Linked DNA regions of Sus scrofa: region 1 is linked to region 2. The links are chromatin contacts, called in public Hi-C maps. All regions are on one chromosome and are shown on one strand. The core of a region is the stretch at or near the end of the contact, and the rest is flanking DNA. Distances in the headings are between cores, read along the strand shown. Region 1 overlaps GPR107 (protein GPR107). Region 2 overlaps PTGES (prostaglandin E synthase).

Region 1 (3,729 bases), core at 463-2,962, 310 kb before region 2:
CCCCAGGCCTACAGGCCCCAACTTGGGACCACGGCGTGATTTCCAGCTCCACACGCCCGGGCAGAGGTCTGCTTCCCCCCAGTCAAGGCGCCATTTCTGTGCCCTTGTGTTCGGGCCGTGGGCTGCAGCAGCTTGGGGGGGGGGTCTCAGCTGCCAGCCCAGGGGTGGAACCCGGGCTGCAGAGATCAAAGGGCCAAGTCCTAGCCATTAGGCCAGCAGAGACTGCCCGGTGCCCTCTCCTGAGCTTGCCTTGCCCTGCTCCAGGGAACACTGAGGGAGTGATGCATGCGTGCGACCTCTGACCTAGGTCACACGAGGAGAGACTGCACCTGCCTGGCTCTCACGGGACACAGCTCTGGAGCCCTGAGCTGACTTGTTAGGAGTCTGACTGCCCTGCAGCCACCACACCGGGGACCAGGAAGAGAGATGCCTGGGAGATGCCCAGAGGACACCTGGGAGCCTCGCTGCTCCCACCTCACCTGATCAAGGCCTCCCCGCCCAGGAGACGGAGGCTCATGAAGACCTGAAGGTGACAACACCCCCAGCGCCATTTGACTGTAGTTGCACTGATTAAGCCACTGCCCAAGGTGAGAGGGCAAATGGTTACTGTGGTGTGAAGTTACTGGGCTCAGGGCAACTTGCTACACAGCCACAGGCGACCGGGACACTGCTCTCGGGGCACCTTCGGCCTCAGCAGAGTCAGAAACAGGTGGCACTCTGCATCAGATCCACCACGATGCCCATGCCCTCAGGCTGCACTCTCCCTGCCCCAGGGCTCCGGCTCCCAGGGTCAGATAACGGGGTGCTTTATCAGAGACCAGAGCAGCAAGGAGGGCCGGCTTCAGCCCTGGGCGTGCGTGGCCACGCCCATCCGCACAGGAACAACCCGCTCAGCCTGCTCCACAGCGTGTTTCTCCCCACCGCGCTGCGCTCTCAGCATCCACACCCTGCTTCAATTTCCAAAGTGAAGGCTGTGCCTTGTGTGTTCAGTGCTGCCATCAAGCTCTCAGCAGGCCATGCTGGCTAAGCAGACGGCGGTGTTTTAAAAACTGAGGTACGGAGCTCCTGTGTGGCACAGTGGAAACAAATCCAACTAGGAACCATATGGTTGCGGGTTGGATCCCTGGCCTAGCTCAGTGGGTTAAGGATCTGGTGTTGCCGTGATCCTGCACTGCTGTGGCTGTGGCATAGGCTGGTAGCTATAGCTCCAATTGGACCCTAACTTGAGAACTTCCATATGCTGCGGGTGAAGCCCTAAAAAATCAAAAAATAAAATAAATAAAAATTAAAAACTGGTACTACTGAGCATAAGGGAGCATGATTTATGAGATATTCTTTCGAAGATCATCATTAGGCTGAAAGCAGAGATGACAATTCCATGAGAAGTCCACGGTCCCCAATACTCTGTCTCCCTACAGGTAGCTCCCTACACGTCTACAAAAATGTGACACCTGGCGCTAGGACGTGGGAAGGGTAGTTTCTCTTACCATCTAGGACTTAGCAGCTAAATCATCACGGAAGCCATCTTTCACCTAATACAAATGCAAAAACTAGTTTGAAGTTTCACTGTCCTACCTCAGACCCCGCCTCTGGGCTCCCCCTGAAGCCCAGTCGCTCCTAAACGTCTGCGTCTATGACTCCGCCCATGACTGACTCCGCCTATGACGACACATGGGAAACAAAGCCTTTCCCAGCTGAAACGGCTGATGGCACTGTGTGCATAGTTCACACTCTTAATGGGAGGCACAAAATGCCCCCAGAGGGGCTGCTGTGGAACCAAGTGCCAACAATGTCCTTGAAACTCCTTTTTTTTGGTCTTTTCAGGGCCGCACCCAAGGCATATGGAGGTTCCCAGGCTAGCGGTCTCATCGGAGCTGTAGCTGCCGGCCTACCCAGAGCCACAGCAATGTGGGATCCGAGCCGCGTCTGCGACCTACACCACAGCTCACAGCAACGCCGGATCCTTAACCCACTGAGCGAGGCCAGGGATCGAACCGGCAATCTCATGGTTCCTAGTCGGATTTGTTAACCACTGAGTCACGATGGGAACTCCTGAAATTCCATTTTTACTTCGCCCACTCCCTACCCAGAAATGCACAGTGACTCTCTGTAGCCAAAGGGAAACAGCTGCACTTTCTAGGCTGATGTTGGAGGACTTTGCAGGCTAGTCCTTATGTTTAAATACTTATAATTTCCTTATATTTAATTTTTAAATGGCCTTGTGTCCTCAGTGACCTGCCCTGTAACTGTGGGCTGTCTTCCTTCTGGGGAGCACAAGCATTACGTCACAGTTCCGGCTGGGCCAAGAGGATGCAAACAGGAGGGGAAGGGGATGGAGCAGCAGGAAGACGGGGAGGAGGACCGTGGCCCATCACGTCCAAGCTCTGAGACCTTGGCTGGCGGAAGAACTCAGCACAGCAGAGTGGCGGCCCTGGCAGCTGAATGAACGGCCAAGCGCCGTGCAGCCCCTGGCCTCTCCTGCTCACTAGACGGCACTGTCAGGTCTGCCTCTGTCCTGGTTCTTTCCCATCTCTACCACAAAGCCCTTCTGGTCATGCAGAGGGGGGCGAACACTCTCTCCTTGGAAACCTACAGCAACTGGTCTGTACCATTCCTCGCGCACTAACCTATGTCCCTTAGCATTGAATGGGAAGATAGCCCAGCTGCCAACATCGCCAAACTGCCCATCACCAGCGTCGAGCCAGCTGACCTGGGGCCTGGAGAGCCGTCCCCTTCCCTGCGCAGCTGCCACACTAGCCTGGGCTCCGAAATGATCAGCTGTTGCGAACAAGTTTACCCAACAGATGCCCTCTGGTCGAGCAGCGCTGGGCAGCTGTGCATCTCAGCTAGGATCCCCCTGCTGACTCCGCGTCCCTTTCGTCCCTGTTCTATCCCCAGGAAGACTTACACGCGAGCCAAGGCTCCTCCCCTGAAGGGCTCTCAAGCTTGTAAAGCTGGCCTCAGCCCAGGGCCCTACACATACGAAGCATTTAATAAACGTCGGGCCCAATACCTAATATTCTACTCACTGACGTACGTCATTCACGGTTTTAAAATATTTTATTAATAACACCGCCGGGTAGCTGAGTGTCTCTGCTAAGAGGATCAGCTGGTTACAGGGCAAACAGAGGCAGAAAGTAGGCAGCGTGTCTCCCCGACATCTCAGCAGCTCCCTCGTCACCCACCGGCCCAAGGACGGCGGATGGTGTGGCAGCTCCCAGGGCGATGACCCAAGGTCTAGGTCATCAAAACTCAGGTCGAGACGCCCAGTCCTCAATCCCGAGGGCAGAGGCTGGGGTTTCCGGGACAGCCGACGCCCCCTGCCCACACAGGCCTGAGCTGGGCCGTGCTTGGGGTCAGGAGCGAATGAGACCACGGGGTGAGGGCCCCTTTACCTGGAGCGGGATGACGATCATGAAGATCTTCTTGTCTTTATCAGAAAGGATGTGCTTGATGAAAGCCCAGCCGGTGCCAATGAGCGCGATGGTGATGAAGAGCAGCGCCCCCTTCAGGCTGCAGAAGGGAAAACTCAGTGAGCACCAAAGGGTCTCTTAGACTCACTCTAAGAGTGAGAGCTACAGCCCATGCTACGACTTCAGGGATTTCTTGCAGAAGAGAGGCACCACTTCTCTCCAGGCTCCGCACCCCACTATCTGACCGGCCGCTGCTGCAGGGGGCACCCCCCCACGAGCAAGCCGATAGCCCCACGTCCTCAAGTCGGAACGGCCA
Region 2 (3,348 bases), core at 284-2,783:
GGGCTGTAATAAACCAGGACCTTTCAGATCCAGAGGTTGTGGTCCAGCTGGTCTAGAGGGGGAGCCTGAGCGTCTGTGTTTTTTAAAAGTCCCCTGTGAGGAGTTCCCTCTGTGGCTCAGCGGGTTAAGAACCTGACAGAATGTCCTTGAGGATTCAGGTGCCATTTTTGGCCCTGCCCAGTGGGTTAAGGATCTGGCGTTGCCATGGCTGTGGCATAGGTCGCAGGTGTGGCTCATATTGGACCTTTGGCCCAGGAACTTCCAAATGCTGCAGGTGTGACCATAACAAATTTGAAAATAAAATAAAAATAAGGAGTTCCTGTCGTGGCTCAGTGGTTAATGAATCCGACTAGAAACCATGAGGTTGTGGGTTTGATCCCCGGCCTCACTCAGTGGGTTAAGGATCCGGCGTTGCCATGAGCTGTGGTGTAGGTCGCAGACGCGGCTCAGATCCGCATTGCTGTGCCTGTGGCATAGGCTGACAGCTGCAGCTCTGATTAGACCCCAGCCTGGGAACCTCCATATGCCACGGGTGCAGCCCTAGAAAATACAAAATCAATCAATCAATCAATCAATCAAGTTGAATAGAAATAAAAATCTTCCCCCGTGAGCCCCTGTGATGACAAGGCCTGGGAGCCTCTGCCTAAGATGGACAGGGTGTGGGTTTCTCTGCTGGTGGGAATTTAGTGAAGCGGGGGTGGGGCTGTGCTCCTTTGTGCCCTGTTGACACAGAATGTGGCCTTGTGGCCTGGCCGCATTCCTTGGCTGGGTCCTCCTCTCCTTGGCCCAGGTGCTGCTGGGAGCGGCCCAGGGTAAGGTCAGCCTTCTCTTCTTTAGCTGCTCCTACGGGCTGTCAGGCCAGGACAAGGGGCTTTGAAGGACCAGCCTCTAAAACGAATATTCTGGCTCCTTCGGCATTTGCAAGGTTTGAAAGCCACAAGTGTGCACCCCTGCAGGGCATCGTGTGTTTCTGGACTCTTGTTCCAAGACATGTGTGGCTTTAATCATTAACGGAGTGTCTGACCAGCTCCACCCCTTGGCTGCTGGTTCCTGGCGGCCACCACTGCCCAGGCTGGCCGAGGCTCCAGCTCGCTCGCTGGACACTTCACTGGCTGTGTGTCTGGAGCCAAACTGACAGCACAGTTTCTGGCAAACACACAGACACACCCTAAATGGGGTGTTAAGTCACGCAGAAGGCAAGCAGGCTGCATAGACATCAGCTCCATTTTTACAGATGAGGAAACTGAGGCTCAGGAGGTGAACTCCCTCAAGGGCAGGATCAGCTCAGAAGGTGGCCTGTCCAGTTCCCCCAACCTGCTCTAACCACTGTGCACACCTGCCTCACTTTCCCCAACCCCCCTGGATGTGACCCCCTCCCACTGCCCTGAATCCCCTGAACTTCTGCCCAGGAGAATGATGGGCCAGGAGAGTGGGGTCCTCAACTGGGGGGGACTCAGGGGACCCTGGGCTCGGCTAGAAATCGGCATTAGCAGCGATCCAGCTGAGCTGGGAACGGGGCGTGTGCAACACTGCCCCCTGGTGGTGAGATGAGCCTTCCTTCTGGAGTTGCAGCTGCGCATCTGGAACTGGAAGAGCCTGATCCTGTATTCAGTGCCCATCTGAAGCATCTGGGCGCCGGGTTTACAATTCTTTTCCCACTTCATCCCCCCACCCTTTTTTTTGGCCACGCCTGTGGCGTGCAGAAGTTCCTGGGATCGAACCTGCACCACAACAGAGACCCAGGTCACAGCAGTGACGATGCTAGCTAGGCTGGCTTCCACTTGCTTCTTAAATGCTTCCCAGGAAGGAGGTATTTCGCTTTTTGGATGAGGAAAGTCAGGCTCAGAAGGGCGCAGTGATTTGTCCCACGTCCTGAGCTGGGATGCGTTGGGACAGAGGGGCAGATCCAGCATGTGTGATTGTTATGTTAGCATTTTTCCTCCCGTGGAAAGAGGGACTGAGAAGGCAAAGTGCCCAGCTCATCTCCTGGTGAGGAGAGCAGCTGGTACCCACGGGGACCCTGTGGCCCTGGGGTGGATGAAGGAGGTGGCCCCTCGGAGCTGCAGAGACAGCAGACCCAGGTGTTCTGGCTCCCGTGATGCTGAGCCCCAACAGTATGTGGGGGGGACAGCAGGACATCAGACAGTGACAACACCAGTGCTCCCTGCCCTGAGGAGGAGGGGTGATGGGAGCACAGAGACGGCCTCCAGACCTCATGGAGGAGGGCTTCCTGGGGGAGGTGGCCACTTACCTGCCATGGGGGGGAAGTCAGGCTAGCTTTTTGGGGGTGCCCCATCAAGCTGAAGGAAATTGAGGTGCAAAGACCAGCAGCGCTCAGATCCCTGGGGTCTTGAGGCTGGACGTGGAAGGTAGGTGTGTGGGGGGAAGGGTGAGGGTGGAGGGGAGACGGGGGCTGGGGGTGTGGAGGGGAATGAGGCGAAAGGGGTGAGCAGCAGCTGGGCCCATTAGAGGCTCCGGGGCCTTGGTGGGGAGTTCGGATCCAGGGTGAGAATGAGCAGGTGCAGGATCGGTGCAGCGGGGTCTGTGTCCTAAGAGGATCTGATCGTTCCCGTTGTGGCTCAGTGGTGAGGAGCCCAACTGGTATCCATGAGGATGCGGGTTCGATCCCCGGCCTCGCTCAGTGGGTTAAGGATCCGGCGTTGCCGTGAGCTGTGGTGTAGGCTGCACATGTGGCTCGGAGTTGTTGGTGGATGGCTGTGACTGTGCTGGCAGCTGCAGCTCCAATTTCACCCATAGCCTGGGAACTTAAATATGTCATGAGTAAAAGTAAAAAAAAAAAAAAAAAGGGAAAAATAACGAAAAACTAAAAGGATCTCAGAGGAGGCCCTAAAAAGTGAAACAAAACAAAACAAAAAACTAAAGAGGACCTCAGAGGAGCCTGTGTGGTGAGCAGCAGGCGGGGTTGACAGCCAGGCAGAGGCCCTTGCTCCCCGAGTAGCACAGATGGTACAAGGATGTGGGAGGGGGGTCCCCCAGACCCTGCCTGTTGATCTGGCCAAAAGTGTTTGCACTCAGCCCCACTCACCCATCACCAGGCCACCCTGGGCACCAGCTTGAGTTGACAGCAGGCACCTGCGAATTCCCCCGACTCCCCTTCTCTGCACGCCCACCCGACCCAGGCTTGCGCCCCCTCTCAGGCTGCCTCCTCCTCCTGACCCGGGACTGGGGACACAGTGTGAGGAGCAGTGGGGGGCAAAGGGGGGGTGCTCCAGAACCATAGCCCTGGGAGCAGGCTGGGACTTTGGGGCCCAGCCCAGGCCTGGGAAGCCAGAAGTGCCCCTGGTAGGGGCCTGGTGTCTGGGGGCATTTTCTGGGCTCTGAGTGCAC

What was found. A called contact is a pair of places that touch in the nucleus more often than the background predicts.
Region 1: a Hi-C map of alveolar macrophages shows a contact between it and region 2, with 2.5 times the contacts expected there. The contact joins two enhancer-like sites. A contact is called at or near these places in 4 of 47 Hi-C or Micro-C datasets (alveolar macrophages, blood, mesenteric adipose tissue and 1 more).

The regions. Positions count from the first base shown.
Region 1 is chr1:270,223,309-270,227,037 of Sscrofa11.1, reverse strand. It overlaps GPR107 (protein GPR107), which reads right to left. Exons shown (of 18, transcript XM_021070180.1): 12 at 3,396-3,513. Among named protein-coding and RNA genes, the nearest start is that of GPR107, 35 kb to the right of the region's middle. Within about 2 kb of position 1,712, at least 17 of the 83 cell types and tissues checked have an H3K27ac peak or open chromatin away from gene starts, as enhancers often do. A contact at or near this core is called in alveolar macrophages and skeletal muscle, where this site is marked.
Region 2 is chr1:269,908,751-269,912,098 of Sscrofa11.1, reverse strand. PTGES (prostaglandin E synthase) reads left to right here. Exons shown (of 3, transcript NM_001038631.1): 3 at 1-314. Among named protein-coding and RNA genes, the nearest start is that of PTGES, 14 kb to the left of the region's middle. Within about 2 kb of position 1,533, at least 23 of the 83 cell types and tissues checked have an H3K27ac peak or open chromatin away from gene starts, as enhancers often do. A contact at or near this core is called in alveolar macrophages and skeletal muscle, where this site is marked.